Linked DNA regions of Sus scrofa: all the other regions are linked to region 1. Evidence: chromatin contacts called from public HiChIP or PLAC-seq data. All regions are on one chromosome and are shown on one strand. Each heading gives the region's core, a stretch centred on a gene start, on an enhancer-like site or on the middle of the called end of the contact. The rest is flanking DNA. Distances are from core to core; before and after follow the strand shown.

Region 1 (3,726 bases), core at 399-2,898:
GCTCCCAGACTCGGGATTGAACTTGGGCCAAAGTGCTGAAAGCACTGAATCCTAATCACTAGACCACCAAGGAACTTAGAATCTTGAAGGGAACTTGGCATCTAGAAACTCCCCATCCACTGCAGGAACCAGAATCTCAACCCATGTTCCCAGAGATCTCCACCACCAGCCTTGGGGTCTGTAGAGCAGACATATACAACCCTAAGTTACAGAGGAGGGGTTGGAAGCCCAGAGGGAGCAAACCAGTTCCCTCTTAAACTTTTTGATTAGCCTAAGTGGATTATTTGCCCGCCAAGAAAGGAAGTGGCCCTGTCCTTCCCATGGGCTGATGGAGAGTATCCCCCAAGCCCAGTTCCAGCTTTCTTATTAAGCATCCCCTGCAGTGACTCAGGGTGCTCACATGGGTACTCCAAAAAAGACAGCCATTCAGGGATTACATGGGAGTCAAATGGCAGGGAGACAGATCCAAGAAAGAAAAGTGAGTCATTAACAAAAACTCCAGGGCTCCAGGGGCAGATACCCAGCTAGGAGCAGAGCCACAGATCCCTCCCTGTCCTTTATTTTCTTCCTGTGGACCAGGAAGCATGCTTAGCCCCAGTGTTGAAGGACCACAATGGAGCCAAGCAACTTTCTCCTGAGGTTGTCAAACAATTATTGCAAAGTACTCATGGGTTCTGGGAAAAGTAGTCCTGAATTCTTTCCATTGCCCTGCCAACTGTGGAACTTCTGTTTGGCTCCTGGAGCACTTAAGGAGAGGGTCAAAACAGCCAAGTGGCCAGGCAGGTGGCCGTGGCTATGTGGCCGGCAGAGCTTAGCTTACATTTTCCCCTGTCCCAGGAAAAGGGTGCAGCAAGGCCTGCCCACTCTGGAGGTGCTGCCTGGGGGTGCAGCCCCTTGGGAAGAGCTGTTGTAGAGGTCACCAGGCCAACCCTCTCCGAAACATGGGGCCAGTGGTGTGCAAGAAGGCAAATGCCATTCCTCCTCCACTAGGAGGGGCAGCCAGAGTCAGAGCCTGAGGAGTAGTAAAGGGGCTGGGTCGAGACCTGCCCTGTGACCTCACTGTCAATTGAGAAGGGTCCGGGGTGCGCCCCGAGCCTGACACACATCTGCCGGGTTGCCCGGCTGTCACTCCAGCCCTCCAGATGCTGACCAAGGGCCGCCAGACGGATGGGACTCCTGCCTCTCCTGACCTCCCCGCCGGGCTCAGGAGTGCTCTGGCTGGGGCTCTGCCACGCTGGCGAGGGTCTGGCCCCGTGGCCCGGGTTAAGGGCCAGGTGGGGGCGCGGGCGGCCAGCGCGGGTGGCAGGCGGGCAGTGACCAGAGGAGCGGCAGAGACGGGCCGGGGTCCCTGCAGGTGCCGCCGCATGAGTCCCTGAGGGCGGAGCGCCCGCCCTCCCCCCGGCCGCCGAGCCTCACGTTGTCGATGACCACAGGCTGGTTAGCGATGATGTCGTAGGACTCCATGGCCGGGCCGGGCCGGCCCTGCCCAGCAGGCGGGCTGCTGGAGGGACCAACGGCGGGCGGGCAGACGGAGGGGGACGGAGGCGGCTACAGACGCTGCGCCGCGCCCCTCCCATCCAGAGCGCGCAGCTTAAGCAAGCCCCGCGGGGCTTTCTGGAGGGCCGGCCCCACGGCCAATCATAGCTCCAAGCTGGGCGGATTGACGCAGGTCGCCTGGGGCCGGAGGCCGGCGAAGGGGCGGGGCCGCCGGGTGCTGGCCAGCCAATGGAGGCCGCTCGGAAGAACCGCAGGGGCGCTTCCAAGGTAGGCTGCGCCGCGTGGGGTTGACGTCGTGGCTCCACTCTTAAAGAGGACGTGTTCGGAGTCAGGAGGGTTGGGAGTTCACCTGTCCAGGAAGACTCCGTTCCTCCTAAGCTCGCTGCACCCGAGGAGGCTGGCGCTGGATATTTCACCCAAAGCATTTCTTTATAGAGCATTGAGGAGGATCCTTTTCCTAGTAAAAATTACAGTTTCGTGCTAACGGTAGCTGAGTTAATGGAGCACCTGCCACGTGCTTGCGGAGGACTTCTAACCCACTTTCTATAGATTACTATATTACACCCTTGCAGTAACTGTATCAGGTAGTTTTATTATTATCCCCATTTTACAGATATGGGAATCAAGGAGCAGCAACTGGGATTAGCCTGCAGGCAGCCTACAATTGTGCCGGAGTCAACTGCTGCATAAGTGCTAGATGAGAGTCCTGAATTCACTACCGAACTGAGCCATGGTTATTTGCATCTCTATATAACTTTCCCACTAGACTGTGAGATTAAATTTGGTAAAATTGAAGCACAACCGTCATGCAGAAAAGTGCAGAAATCATAAGTATACATTTTAATGAATTATACCTATACTCCAAACTTTATACCTATTTTCACAGTCTTTGCCTCCTTGAAACATTCAGTTTTCAACAGGGCGCAAGAATCAGGGCACTTCTGCTTCTAGCCTGTAGTTAGTCTAGTGGCTAGGTTACCTGGTTTTCATCTAGGCTGCCCAGGTTCAATTCTGGAGCAGGAAATTAAGGTCTCACTCCAAGTCATTACTCACTGCTGTCTCTTCGAGATCATAACCATCACTGAATTTAAGAAACAAAGCATGGGAGTTCCCGTCGTGGCTCAGTGCTTAACGAATCTGACTAGGAACCATGAGGTTGCGGGTTTGATCCCCAGCCTTGCTCAGTGGGTTAAGGATCCGGCGTTGCCATGAGCTGTGGTGTAGGTTGCAGACGCAGCTCAGATCCTGAGTTGCTGTGGCTCTGGCATAGGCCGGCAGCCAGAGCTCCGATTTGACCCCTAGCCTGTGAACCTCCATATGCTGCGGGAGCGGCCCTAGAAAAGACAAAAAAAAAAAAAAAAAAAGCAAAGCATGACCCAGAAACCTCTCACCCCTTTTGCTCACTGCTTTTTCCTCCTCCTCGGAGACCACTGTCCTGCATTCTAATGACACAGGTTAGTTTTGCCTATTGTGGAATTTCACGCAATTGAGGTCATAGATATGTTTGTTTGTATCTGGTGTCTATCCATTCATAAAATGGGTCATTGTGCAACTATTTAAAATAATGAGGGATTTCTGTATAATCTGATGAGAAATAAGTCGGGATGTACGGCTAAGTCAAAGCAAAGAAAGCCAGAGTCCAGAATGTTCTATGTGTAAATGTCTCCAATGATTGTATAAGCCACATTCAAGACTCTTCATTTGTTTATTTATTTGTCTTTTTGTCTTTTTAGGGCCACACCTGCAGCATATGGAGTTTCCCAGGCTAGGAGTCCAATCAGAGCTGAAGCCACCTGCCTACACCAGAAGCATAGCAATACTACGTCTGGGACCTACACCACAGGTCACGGCAACGCCGGATCCTTATCCGCTGAGCAAGGCCAGGGATCTAAACTTCATCCTCATGGATGCTAGTTGGTTCATAACTGCTGAGCCACGACGGGAACTCCTCAAGATTCTTTAATATGGGAAAGGGAACTTATGAGACCAGAACTCTAACTCTCCATCCTCCACATAACAATTTCGTTTATTTTTAAGGCTGCATTATATCCAATTGTATGTATATAGTACATTTTGCTTATCCATTCATCTGTTGGATTCTTGGGTTGCTTCCACATTTTAGCTATTGTGAGTAAAACTGCTATGAACAATGATGTACAGGGAGTTCCCGTCATGGCTCAGTGGTTAACAGATCCAACTAGGAACCATGAGGTTGCTGGTTTGATCCCT
Region 2 (3,726 bases), core at 650-3,149, 200 kb before region 1:
TAGCAATAGTCCCTCTTGTCTCAGATTACTTTTTCTCCATAGCACTTATGATCAGATAAGAAGTACAGACGTGTGTATTTTCTGTTGTCCTCCCACTAGAACTGAAGCTCCAGGAGGTCAGCATCTTTCTTATTTCCACTGTAGTCCCAGCACTACAACAGTGTCTGGTACCCCGCAGGCATTCAATGCAGGAAATACTTGTTGAATGAATGAATGAATGGGCCTTACAAGAAAGTAAGTCCTGGATGCTGTTGGAGGGGAGCACTTTGCTCCCATAACCTTGATCCAACCTAGTCAAGACGGTCAAGGAAGACCAGCTGAAGGAAGTGACGTCGGCAGACGAGAGAGGGAGGGAGAGAGAGAGAAAGAGAAGCAGGAATGAGCCAGTGGCCACAGTCACAGCTTTAAAACTCAAGAATAAATACAGATAAAACATGGAAATGTCTTGGACCAAATGACCAGAAAGGAAAATCCAGGGAGTGTCAGTGAGGGACCTGAACATCCGGTGACAAGAGTCTCCATTGATGCTGTGACGATGGACCAAAGAATGGTGCAGAGCCAGGGAAGAAGGAAGCTGGTGAAGGTGTGTGCTGGGGCCTCTATTCACAGGAAATCTCTCCCTGAGCAGCTTGGCTTGCCCTCTACTGGATCCTTTGTCTTTGTGTCTCACAGTTTAAATCGCCCTTTGTGTTTTCCAAGTGTGATCCAAGTTTTCAAAAGTTTTCTTCTACCGAAAGGTCTTCTTCCCCCCAGAATAAGTTATAGGTTGTTTTCTAAGGGAGCCAGAGACTAAGGGAAAAGTTACTTGTCAAAGGTCAGAGCCCTGTCTAGATGCACTAGGCATTTTCCCCATCTTGCCTCTGGAAGTGTTCTTTGTGAGTTAACTTTTCAGGCACATGACTCACTTCAAGCCTGTCATCCATTCTCACTGTGTCAGCATTTTCTCTGGACTGGGGGACAGAAGTGTGAACCAAAGGGGTTGAGTTTATTTCCTTTTTCCAAAAGAAGTGTGCCAGTCCAGTGGAAAAGCTCAGTAGTATTATTGCTTCTTCTGGCGGCTTATTCTGAAAATTCTCACACAGTATTTCTGTTGGTTTACTCAATTTTGCATATTACCTTCCACACCAACGTTATTTTACTTAATTGCAGCCACAGTGCCTCACTTACTTATATTATTTTCAGAACATAGCAATGTGTTTCTATAGAATCCTCGTAAAGACTATTTAAAATGACATGTATATGGATGGTCTTATCACAGTCTACTGTGTTAGGAAATTTGATAATACAAATGTAAAGAAAATCTCTTAAAAAGCCCTTTTTTCTCCACACCTATAGAGAAGTCTTGTTAGCAGTCTGTATGTTTCCTTCCAACCAGGTCAAGATGACATTATAATGGGCTGAGGAACACTTGTTTGTCTTTAGGAATTATTTTCCCAAGAATGATCTGCTAGAAGTGGGACGACCAGGTACAGTAATTCCTGACAGAGCTGCCATCTCCTAAAGCGGCTAGGATGGTGAACAGGGTACTAGGCTGGTCGCATTGGAGCCCGATATCTGTGCCAAGTCGAGTCCTACTTTTCTCCCGTGCAATATATTAATAACACGAAGTAGCTGCAAGGATCCAAAGAGGTAGTGATTTCGTGTGTTTATCTATTTACTGTCGTTCTTCCTGGCAAGAATGCAAGTTCCTTTTAAAACAGGGGTTGTGTGTCACAACCCAGACCAATAGCAGAGTCGGGAGCAATCACACGTCTTCAATAAACCTTAGCTTCCGAAGCCTAGTCACCAGTTCTTTAAGCCCTCCTTGCCCTTTAGGTCTGTGGTTCACGGGGCGCTTTCTGAGAAAACTGCCCATCTCCCATTCGCTGAAGTCTCTGCCTGCAATTTCAGGAGCGCCACTCCGCTCTGAGGCCCGAATCCTGAGCCAGGCACTTCCCAGAGCCCGGACCGGCCTCCGGGTGCGCGGGGATGGCCGGGGGAAACCAGACGTCCGCTGATGGGGGCCAGCTCTCCGCTCCGCGTCCTCCCGGAGCCGGCCAGCCCCAGCCCAGGGAGCCGCGGTGTAGCCCCGCGGGGCCTAGAGCCCCACGCCCCCGGCCCGCCCCAGGATCGCGCCGCCGCTTGTTTACTCCCCGGCGCAGCCTAGTCCGACCCTGGGGCCCGCCCCCGCCTGCCGCCTATTGGTGGAGGAAGCGCCAGGGCCGGCGATAATTGGCCCGGGGGAGGCGGAGGGGTAGGCTGCGCGGGAGGCCGAGAGGGGGCAGCAGGCGATGGCGGCGGCAACGGCGGGTCGGCTAGGCTGGTTGCTCGCCGCGTTCTGCCTGGGCAACGCCGCCGCGGAGGCGGCTCCGGGTCCTCGAGTGCTGGGCGTCTGTCTGGAAGAGGACGGAGCGGCAGGCACGGGGTGGGCGCGAGGAGAGGAGGTGCGGACTGCTCCGGAGGCCACCTTCCGCTTGCGCCTCTTCGGGTCGGGCTTAGCCAACAGCTCCTGGTCCTGGGTGGCCCCCGAGGGGGCGGGCTGCCCAGAGGGCGGGCCGGTCGCAGCTCCAGACGAGGCAGCGGCCCCCACGGGCGAGTGGCGTGCGCTGCTGCGCCTGCGCGCGGAGGCCGCGCATCCGCACTCCGCGCGGCTGGCAGTGCGTGGGGAGCCGGGCGGCGCGGCGGCCCCCACGGGCGAGTGGCGTGCGCTGCTGCGTCTGCGCTCTGAGTCCGCGCACCCGCACTCGGCGCTGTTAGCCGTGCGTGTAGAGCCGGGCGGCGAGGCGGCCGAGGAGGCGGCCCCGCCCTGGGCAGTGGGTCTGGGGGCGGCGGGGTTGCTGGCGCTGGCGGCTCTGGCGCGGGGCCTGCAGCTGAGCGCCCTGGCGCTGGCGCCGGCCGAAGTGCAGGTGCTGCGCGAGAGCGGCTCGGAGGCGGAGCGTGCGGCGGCGCGGCGTCTGGAGCCCTCAAGACGCTGGGCCGGCTGCGCCCTCGGGGCGCTGCTGCTGCTGGCTAGCCTGGCTCAGGCTGCGCTGGCGGTGCTACTGTACCGCGCGGCTGGCCAGCGCGCCGTGCCCGCCGTGCTGGGCAGCGCGGGGCTCTTGTTCCTGGTGGGCGAGGTGGTGCCGGCTGCCGTGAGCGGGCGCTGGACGTTGGCGCTGGCGCCGCGCGCTCTTATCCTCAGCCGCTTGGCGGTGCTGCTCACTCTGCCCGTGGCGCTCCCGGTGGGCCAGCTGCTGGAACTAGCCGCGCGGCCTGGGCGGCTGCGGGAGCGCGTGCTGGAGCTGGCGCGCGGCGGTGGCGACCCCTACAGCGATCTCAGCAAGGGCGTGCTGCCCTGCCGGACCGTGGAGGACGTGCTCACGCCCCTCGAGGACTGCTTCATGCTGGACGCCAGCACCGTGCTGGACTTCGGCGTCCTGGCCAGCATCATGCAGAGCGGTCACACGCGCATCCCCGTGTATGAGGAGGAGCGCTCCAACATCGTGGACATGCTCTACCTCAAGGACTTGGCCTTCGTGGACCCCGAAGACTGCACGCCACTCAGCACCATCACTCGCTTCTACAATCACCCACTCCACTTCGTCTTCAACGACACCAAGCTGGACGCCGTCCTGGAGGAGTTCAAGCGAGGTAAAGGCCCCGGAATCGCGGAGGGGACTCGAATGTCAGCGCCTTCCCCTAGAAAAGAAGTAAGGGTTCAGGGAAGACTAGAGAAGGTTTCCACCCTTAGTAAGGCTTCTAAGGGTC
Region 3 (3,726 bases), core at 506-3,005, 170 kb before region 1:
CTGCTCTCGGGCTCCAGCCCTGGTGTGGGCCCACCCCTGTCCACACTCACCCCACCTTCTCTCTCACCTTGACCTCAGGCTCAGGTGCCCTGGGGGGGACTCTGCGTTTTAGTCGCTTTTCTCTCCGTCTTTGAACCAACTTTTCCAAGTCAGCCAGGTTCTCCAAGTTAATTCTGGAACTGTTAAATCTTTCAAGCTGGAGCAGAAAGGGGGTGGAAACAGGGCCATGCCAGCCATTAGCTGCTGGCCGCGGGAGCCCTGGGGCAGCCTCCAGCTGTTCTAACCCCATCCTCCCTGCCCACAAAAGAAGTGCAGCACTCAAGCTGTGGGGCCCTGCTCATGGCCAGCTACCCGGTCACTCACTCTGCTCCTCTTCTCTTCCTCCAGTTTCCGCCTCTCCTGGGCCTCAGCCTCCTGGGGCCCCAGCCTCCAGGTGCAAGCCCACCTCCAGGATCAGGAACTCTATGTCCACGTCCCAGTTCTTTCCTTTCACCTCTCTCTCCACTTACCTACAGGACAGGACAAGGATAAAGGATCAGAAAAATTAAGAGAAGGCGTTAGAAAACATGGCTGTGTTGTACGGGGCGGGTGGGGGGGTGTCCCTGCCCGGAGTGATTTGAGAGCTGGCCTGACCCCTGTCAAAGCTCATGGGCAGTCTAAACACGGGCTGCTCCTGACACCCATGGCTATCACTGGCTCATGGCCTGCGGTGTCGCCTGCGGCCTGCCCTATACTGTCACAGAAACTAGCAGCAGGGGGCCTGACACTGCATCTATTTATACTGTTGGGCTGTGTCCAGGTGAGCCCGGGTGGTTGACATGGCTGCCCTCCTGAGTTGTTGTCCTTACATTCCTACCAGATCACGCCACACTGCCACCTGACCCCAAGCCCAGAGGGACAGAGGAGATGCCTTCTGGGTAAGATTCCTGGGTTCAAATCTTGACTCCTCATGAAGCTCTGTTTCTTCACAGTAAAATGGGGTGAAGCCAGCATTTACCCCTTGGAGCTGTGACGTCCAGGGACTAGTGCCTAGGGCAGAACCTGCTATACATTCTTCCTGTCTTTTCCTTCCCGGCCCCCAGCCCCGGGACTCAGGAGCTGGGGAGCATTGAGGAATAAGCGTGTTGAGGGGAGAGAAAAAGTTGGAATGACAGGATGGCAGAGCCTTGGGCTTTGAAAAGCAAACCCAGGCAACATGAAACCACTCAGGCCCTGCAGCCCACCTCCCAGCAAGAGGCTGCTGAGGCTGCCCTGGCTGTGGCCATCAGCCTCACCACCCTCCACACCCCACCTCCCCACAGCAGACATCCCAAAGTGCCACTGCTATTCCTGTTTCCCTGCCCAGGGCACCCTTCTCCCTGCCCCCAGCCAAGGCAGCCAGACCCTCTGGACCATCAGTGCAATTGAGCTAAACACCCCAGCCACACGTGTGTCTTCTAGGGTGACCTGCCACTTTGTGTTCCTCTTTGGCCATCACAGCCCAGGGCAAAACCCACTAAACTCAAGGATTTCCTTGCCCACCATGACGCAGCATCTTTCTCACTGTTTCCCTCTCTTGCTCCCTAGCCCCTCACCACCTCACATGAGGACTCGGCAGACAGACCAGGTCTTGACTCCTAAAACCCACTCTACAGGCTAAAGAAAGAAACTGCCTGAGCTCCTCATTCTGCTGAGACAGTCCAGGGCACCCAGACCACTGCCCTGTGGCCTTACCAACTGCTGGATGCTGATCAAGTCCATGGTCCCCCCGCTCTCCATGCTCCCAGTGAGAGAAGCTGAGAGGCTCAGCCCTTTTATAGAGAGCTATCTCCGGGGGAAGGGCAGAGGCTTGTGCCCTGGCCAGATAACTCAGTGGCTCTGTAACACCACCGAAATACCAGTGCGGGCATGCAGCCTGCTGTAGGCAGGAGAAAGCTGTTTTGAGCTGAGTCAGTTGCATCCTCAGATACCTGCCATCCTGCACCGGTGCCACCTGCCCCCAGGCACCTACTCAGAAGCAATTCAACCAATAACATACATCCTGGGTGCTGGGCCACCAGCCTAGGCTCAGGGGAAATAGCTCCCACTTGAAAACACGGTCAAGTATGAGGTCTGTCTGTGGAGACCTTGGAAGATCCAGCATGACTGCCCTAGCAGAAGGACCAGAATCCTTAAAGAAGACCTCCAAACCACAGGCCCAGGAGGCTGACATCTGCCTCAGCTGGCACCTACTTGAAGAAATCGAGCTGTTTCTCACCTGGCCAGTTCCCAGATCACTCCCAGCTGCTCCTGGTGGGTTTGTCCCCCACCACTCTGAAGGCCTTAGCATTAAGCTAGGCCACCACCCAGAGCCAAGCTTGGCCTGTTATCAGCATCTTGTGCCTCCTGAAGAGCCTTTGATGGCCCACATGCAGGTCCCCACGGACACCTGCCAGGCACAGCACGACCCTCCCCAGGAAGGTGAGGCTCAGATCCGCCCCAGGTCCAACTATGAACATGAACCATTAATCCAGTCGCAGAGCAGTCCCTCTCCAGCTGCCAAGGTCAAACTTCCTAATTTTCCCGGGACACCAAGTATGCCTCCCCTTGGCTGCGCCTTGACCTCTGCCTTGACGTTTCAAGGAAATCTGATAGCTAGTGAGTAAGACTCCAGAATTGGAGAAACACGAGCAGGCATCCAGGCCGAGCAGGAGAACTGCAGGTCACAGGCAGACCGAGGCCCCACCCCCAGCTGGCTTCTCAGTGCTTCCAAGTTTTGAGACATGAGGAGCCCAAGCTTATCGTCCACCTTTCTTTCGAAGGTGACTTGTGGTCGTGACGAGGGAGAATTACCTGGAGGAGAGTGAGGGGATATAGACAGGAGAAGGCAGGACTTCAGCTTTGGCCCCCACCACTGGCCACCAACTCTAAGACACCCCTCCAACAACGTCTGAGGGCGAGGGCTCCAGCAGACTGCACCTGAAATTCTCAGCAGAAACTATTGGTATTCACATGGAGCTCACTGTATTAACTTACTACTGCTATTACTTATCAAGAAAAAAAAAATTGGAGTTCCCATTGTGGCTCAGCAAGTTATGAACCCAACTAGTATCTATGAAGATGTGGGTTCGATCCCTGGCCTCACTCAGTAGGTTAAAGATCCAGCATTGCCACAAGCTGTGGTGTAGGCTGCAGATGTGGCTTGGATCTGGCATGGCTGTGTCTTTGATGTAGGCTGGCAGTTGCAGCTCTGATTCAGTCCCTGGCCTGGAAATTTCCAAATGCTGTGGGCACAGCCCTAAAAAGAAAACAAAAAATCCCCCAAACAGCAAATCAAGCTCAGGAACCACTTGGCTAAGCATGCTCACCACAGAGCCCAGGGAAACCGTGGGCAGTTTAGTGCCTACCACCCAATGTTCTTCCTGTGTTGTGTATGCCCAGATCTGTCTACCGACAGAGCAGTGTGGTCACACTTGCCACTCTCCACATCAGCATATCTGCACCCACATGTGCCAGAACCGCACTAGCCCACCAGTGGGAACGCTCAGGGGGGTTCCCCTCTTTTTTTCTCATATACACCACATGCATGCTCAAGTGCACATCTTTGTAAATGTTTCTGTAAACACACAGCTTTGTCCACATGGATGAATATTTCTTTGGCCTTGCTCACCTAAGTTTTAACAGATACTGCCAAACTGCTATCCACCGGAGCGCTTCCAATTTCCATGGACAGAGAACAACAAACACAGTTAAGACAAGGGACAGCAT
Region 4 (3,726 bases), core at 621-3,120, 140 kb before region 1:
TGCTCCAGCCCTGCAATGCTGGCCACAGAGACACTGAAGCTACGGATGTGCTCACCCAAAAACAAAAGGTCCCCGCCAAGACTCGGTCCCCGGTCGCCCCTCACCCCGTTCTCCCCTCCCCCAGCTCCGGGGATTTGAATGCAAACAAAGCGGCGGCGCTGGGAGCGTGGCGGTGCCCGGGCTATGGACGCCCCCTGTCGGCCCAGTACCCCAGCGCGGGAAGGGCGGGCGACCTGGGATGCGTTCACCCCCTGAACCAGTCCCCCAACACACCCCCAGCCCTCCCTCGGCCCCTTACCCAGGCCCGAATCGGACCCCGCGGCGCACTCCGATGCTCTGCTCGCACAGTGGTGCCCCTGCTCCCAGCTCCTCCCAGAGCGGGGGAAACGGGCAGCCTTGCGGTGCGGGGGTGGAGGGGTGCAGGATCCCGGCCTCGCGCCCCCGACCCTTGCCCACCCCGAGCGGCGGGCCGTGGATGGCACCCCCGCGGCTGCAAGGCGAGCGCTCCAGCCTTTCCAGGACAGCCCGCCTCCCCAGCGGAGCGGAGCGGGCGGGAGGCTGGGGGGCCGCGGCAGGGAAATCCGATCCCACAACATCGGCCTCCGTCCAAGCCCGCCCCAAACTTTCCGTCGGAGGTGGCAAAGCCGGGGGCAGTTCGGGGACCTGGAGAAGATCCCGGCCTCGGACCGGACAGCACGGGGGACCCCCGCTCCCCATGACCAGTCCGCGCTTCCGGACCCTGTAGCGAAGGGAATAGCTTGCCCCGCTTACGAGCCCCCGCGAGGCAGCCCGCGGGGGGCGTAAGAAGGCACTCGGGCGGACAGTTGTCCCTGCCGCCGCCCCTCCCTGCGCCCCCAGACCCTGTCCCTCGCGCGTGCAGGCCGCCCCCTCCCGAGTCGGCGGACAAAGCAGCGGGCCGGAGCCCCTTAGCCCCGGCCCCGGGCAACCCCGGCCTCACTCACCTCTTCTTCGCGGCTGGAATCCCTGGGCGCCGCCCTCGCGTTCGGCTCCGACCACGGTCCGCCCCTGCCCGCGCGCCGCCGCCCGCCCGCGCGCGCCCGCCCGCCCTGCTCCGCTGCCCGGCTGCCACCGCCCCTCGGCCCGGCTCGGCTCGGCGCCCCTGGGCTCGGGCTCCCCGCGCCACCGCGGCGGGCGCCGGCTCTTTCTCCCCGGCTGCCGCCGCTCTCCGTCCCCTCCCCCTGACGTCAAACAGGGTGGGGGGGGTCGGCGGAGGCCGGGGGCGGGACGCGAAGGCCCGCCCCGAGGGGGGCTGTGACCCGCCGCGACCCGCACGCCTCGCCGCTCCCCGTCCGGTGGCTCGGACCCCCGCCCCTCCCGGTGCCCTGCGGCCCAGCGCCTTGTAGTCATGATCTGCGCCACCGCGCGGGGAGGTGGGACAGAGGAGGGACTCCGGGCCCTGGCAAGGGGAATCGGACTTACCCGGTCTTTCCGAAGTGTCCCCTAAGGCCAACCGCTCGGGCTGGGCGACCTGGATCGGGAATGGGGCTAAGGCGCTCCCTACGCTATGGTTACAGGAACGAAGGCAGGCGAGCCACCTCGAGGCGTGTATCCGAGGCTTCTCTTCGGGGCGGCCCAGAGTGGTCTTATTTGGACCCCCAATTCTGCATCGTTTCTTGGCTTGACGCCTGACCCCTGGGATCAGACTGGATCGGGCCTCACCAGCCAGGAAGACCCCCGAGCCTCCCTCGAGCTTCTGCCTGTTGTTTCTCACGCTCCAGGCAAAGGGTCCCACTCAGCGCCCCTTGCCTGACTCCGGCAAGGATAAACCCCGGCTCCTGTTGCACAGAGCCTACCCTCAGGAAATGACTCCTCTGGTGCCACTGGAAGGCTGAATAACAAGTGACATGAACCCTGATGTTCAGATGAAAGGGGTTGAGGGGAGCCAGCTGGAGAACTACCACTCTCAGAACCGCCAGCCTCCGCCCACAGCCGCTCCTAGAAGTAACTTGTAGCTCTGGTCTCCTGGGTGGTGCTAGGGTGTCTTTGCCAGCTGGTCCTCCAAGCTGGACAAGTGGACAGAGGAACCCCAGGGAGGCCACCTCATGGGGACCCAAAGACAGATGCCACCTCCTGTCTAGGGCCAAAGGGCAGAAGTGAAGAGACTGGAGGCAGAAAAGCTTCCTGGTAACATTAAGCCCTGTGCAGTCCTGTAGGGGAGGGACACTTTAGGGCCCCGTCAGCAGATTTGGATTATAAATCAGTCCTGGACAGGGGCTTTTGTTCTGGGTTAAAACTTGGCATCTGAAAAGTGGAGGCCAGAAGACCAGTGGAGATAATTGGGGAAAGCAGCCCAGTTTGGATTCAGTAACAATTGGGTCTTTGCTAGTATACATAAAGATCCCTTCTCCCGTGCTGGCCAAAGCCACATTTCCCAGTTCCTCTCCACCAGAAAAACAGCTGGTGGCCTTGGAGATGCTGGAGATAGGGGACAAGCCAGTTAATTAGCATGGGGTGGGTGGCAGGGAGGGAGAAGATGGGTGACACAAACACACACATACTCCACTTGTGGTCCAAGTTAGACCCTGTCTATCTAAGCGGCAGTAAAGCACATTTGTTCTGTGCTTTAGAGTCAGCAACATTTTACCCTCATCAACACCCTTTATAAAGTAGGTATTGTTTCTCTCATTTTATAGATAAAATGAGTCTCAGAAAGGTTAAGCAACCTGTCCAAAGTCACACAGATAATTACCAAGGTCGGAATATTAAATCAGGCCTTGGGATTCCTGATTCTGTCTTTCTGATAAATTGATCAGTCATTCTGACAACTTTTAGGCACCAAACCCTCCTCTCCCTGCTATTTTGCCTCAGTTTCACCCCCACCCACCCCTAGGGATGAGGGTTACCAGGCTGAGACCTGAGCTCCTGGCCCCACTTGCAAGACGGCCCCAGTGGAAAGTCTCAGGAGGTGGTTTGGTTTCACTGGCAGGGACCATCTCTTATACCTCAAGGCAGACTTCTCCCTTCCTGCTAACAGACTCCAGAGCCCTTCCCTCCCAAACGCTCCTCAAAAATGAGGCTGCAGTTCCTGAGCTCTCCTTCTCTACCTTCGCTCATTTCCTGCTGTATTCTGTTCCTTTCCAGCACAGGCCTTTTCCATGGGTGGGTGAGCAGGGTATATAGTTTCCTGCATGTCTACTTGCTCATTATTCATACTTTTTTTTTTTTTTTTTTTGTCTTTTTGCCTTTTCTAGGGCTGCTCCCGTGGCATATGGAGATTCCCAGGCTAGAGGTCAAATCGGAGATGTAGCCACTGGCCTATGCCAGAGCCACAGCAACGCAGGATCTGAGCCGCGTCTGCAACCTACACCACAGCTCACAGCAATGCTGGATCCTTAACCCACTGAGCAAGGGCAGGGATGGAACCTGCAACCTCATGGTTCCTAGTCGGATTCATTAACCACTGAGCCACGAAGGGAACTCCGTGATTCATACTTTTATATAAAAGCACAACTGTCAAAAATGAGGACTTATGGGCCTTAAATTAAGGGGAAAAAAAAATTACTGGAGTTCCCATCATGGCGCACCAGAAACAAATCTGACTAGGAACCATGAGGTTGTGGGTTCGATCCTAGCCTGCTCAGTGGGTTAAGGGATCTGGCATTGCTGTGAGCTGTGGTGTAGGTCACAGACACAGCTCGGATGTGCTGTGGCGTGGGCCAGTGGCTACAGCTCCAATTAGACCCCTAGCCTGGGAACCTCCATATG

Evidence for each region. HiChIP or PLAC-seq counts read pairs in DNA pulled down with a chosen protein or histone mark.
Region 2: an H3K27ac HiChIP or PLAC-seq map of alveolar macrophages shows a contact between it and region 1. The contact joins the promoter of CNNM3 here to the promoter of ACTR1B in region 1. A contact is called at or near these places in 1 of 47 Hi-C or Micro-C datasets (liver) and 2 of 2 datasets of contacts at active chromatin or transcription factors (alveolar macrophages and skeletal muscle).
Region 3: an H3K27ac HiChIP or PLAC-seq map of skeletal muscle shows a contact between it and region 1. The contact joins the promoter of ANKRD23 here to the promoter of ACTR1B in region 1. A contact is called at or near these places in 1 of 47 Hi-C or Micro-C datasets (heart right ventricle) and 2 of 2 datasets of contacts at active chromatin or transcription factors (alveolar macrophages and skeletal muscle).
Region 4: a contact with region 1 is called in an H3K27ac HiChIP or PLAC-seq map of skeletal muscle. The contact joins the promoter of SEMA4C here to the promoter of ACTR1B in region 1. A contact is called at or near these places in 2 of 47 Hi-C or Micro-C datasets (heart right ventricle and subcutaneous adipose tissue) and 2 of 2 datasets of contacts at active chromatin or transcription factors (alveolar macrophages and skeletal muscle).

The regions. Positions count from the first base shown.
Region 1 is chr3:56,608,278-56,612,003 of Sscrofa11.1, reverse strand. ACTR1B (beta-centractin) reads right to left here and starts at 1,648. Exons shown (of 12, transcript XM_021087260.1): 1 at 1,417-1,648. The coding sequence starts at 1,464.
Region 2 is chr3:56,810,289-56,814,014 of Sscrofa11.1, reverse strand. CNNM3 (metal transporter CNNM3) reads left to right here and starts at 1,899. Exons shown (of 7, transcript XM_021087264.1): 1 at 1,899-3,609. The coding sequence starts at 2,271.
Region 3 is chr3:56,774,853-56,778,578 of Sscrofa11.1, reverse strand. It overlaps ANKRD23 (ankyrin repeat domain 23), which reads right to left and starts at 1,755. Exons shown (of 10, transcript NM_001315720.1): 1 at 1,714-1,755; 2 at 441-509; 3 at 364-438; 4 at 68-196. The coding sequence starts at 1,740.
Region 4 is chr3:56,748,889-56,752,614 of Sscrofa11.1, reverse strand. It overlaps SEMA4C (semaphorin-4C), which reads right to left and starts at 1,870. Exons shown (of 15, transcript XM_021087262.1): 1 at 1,441-1,870.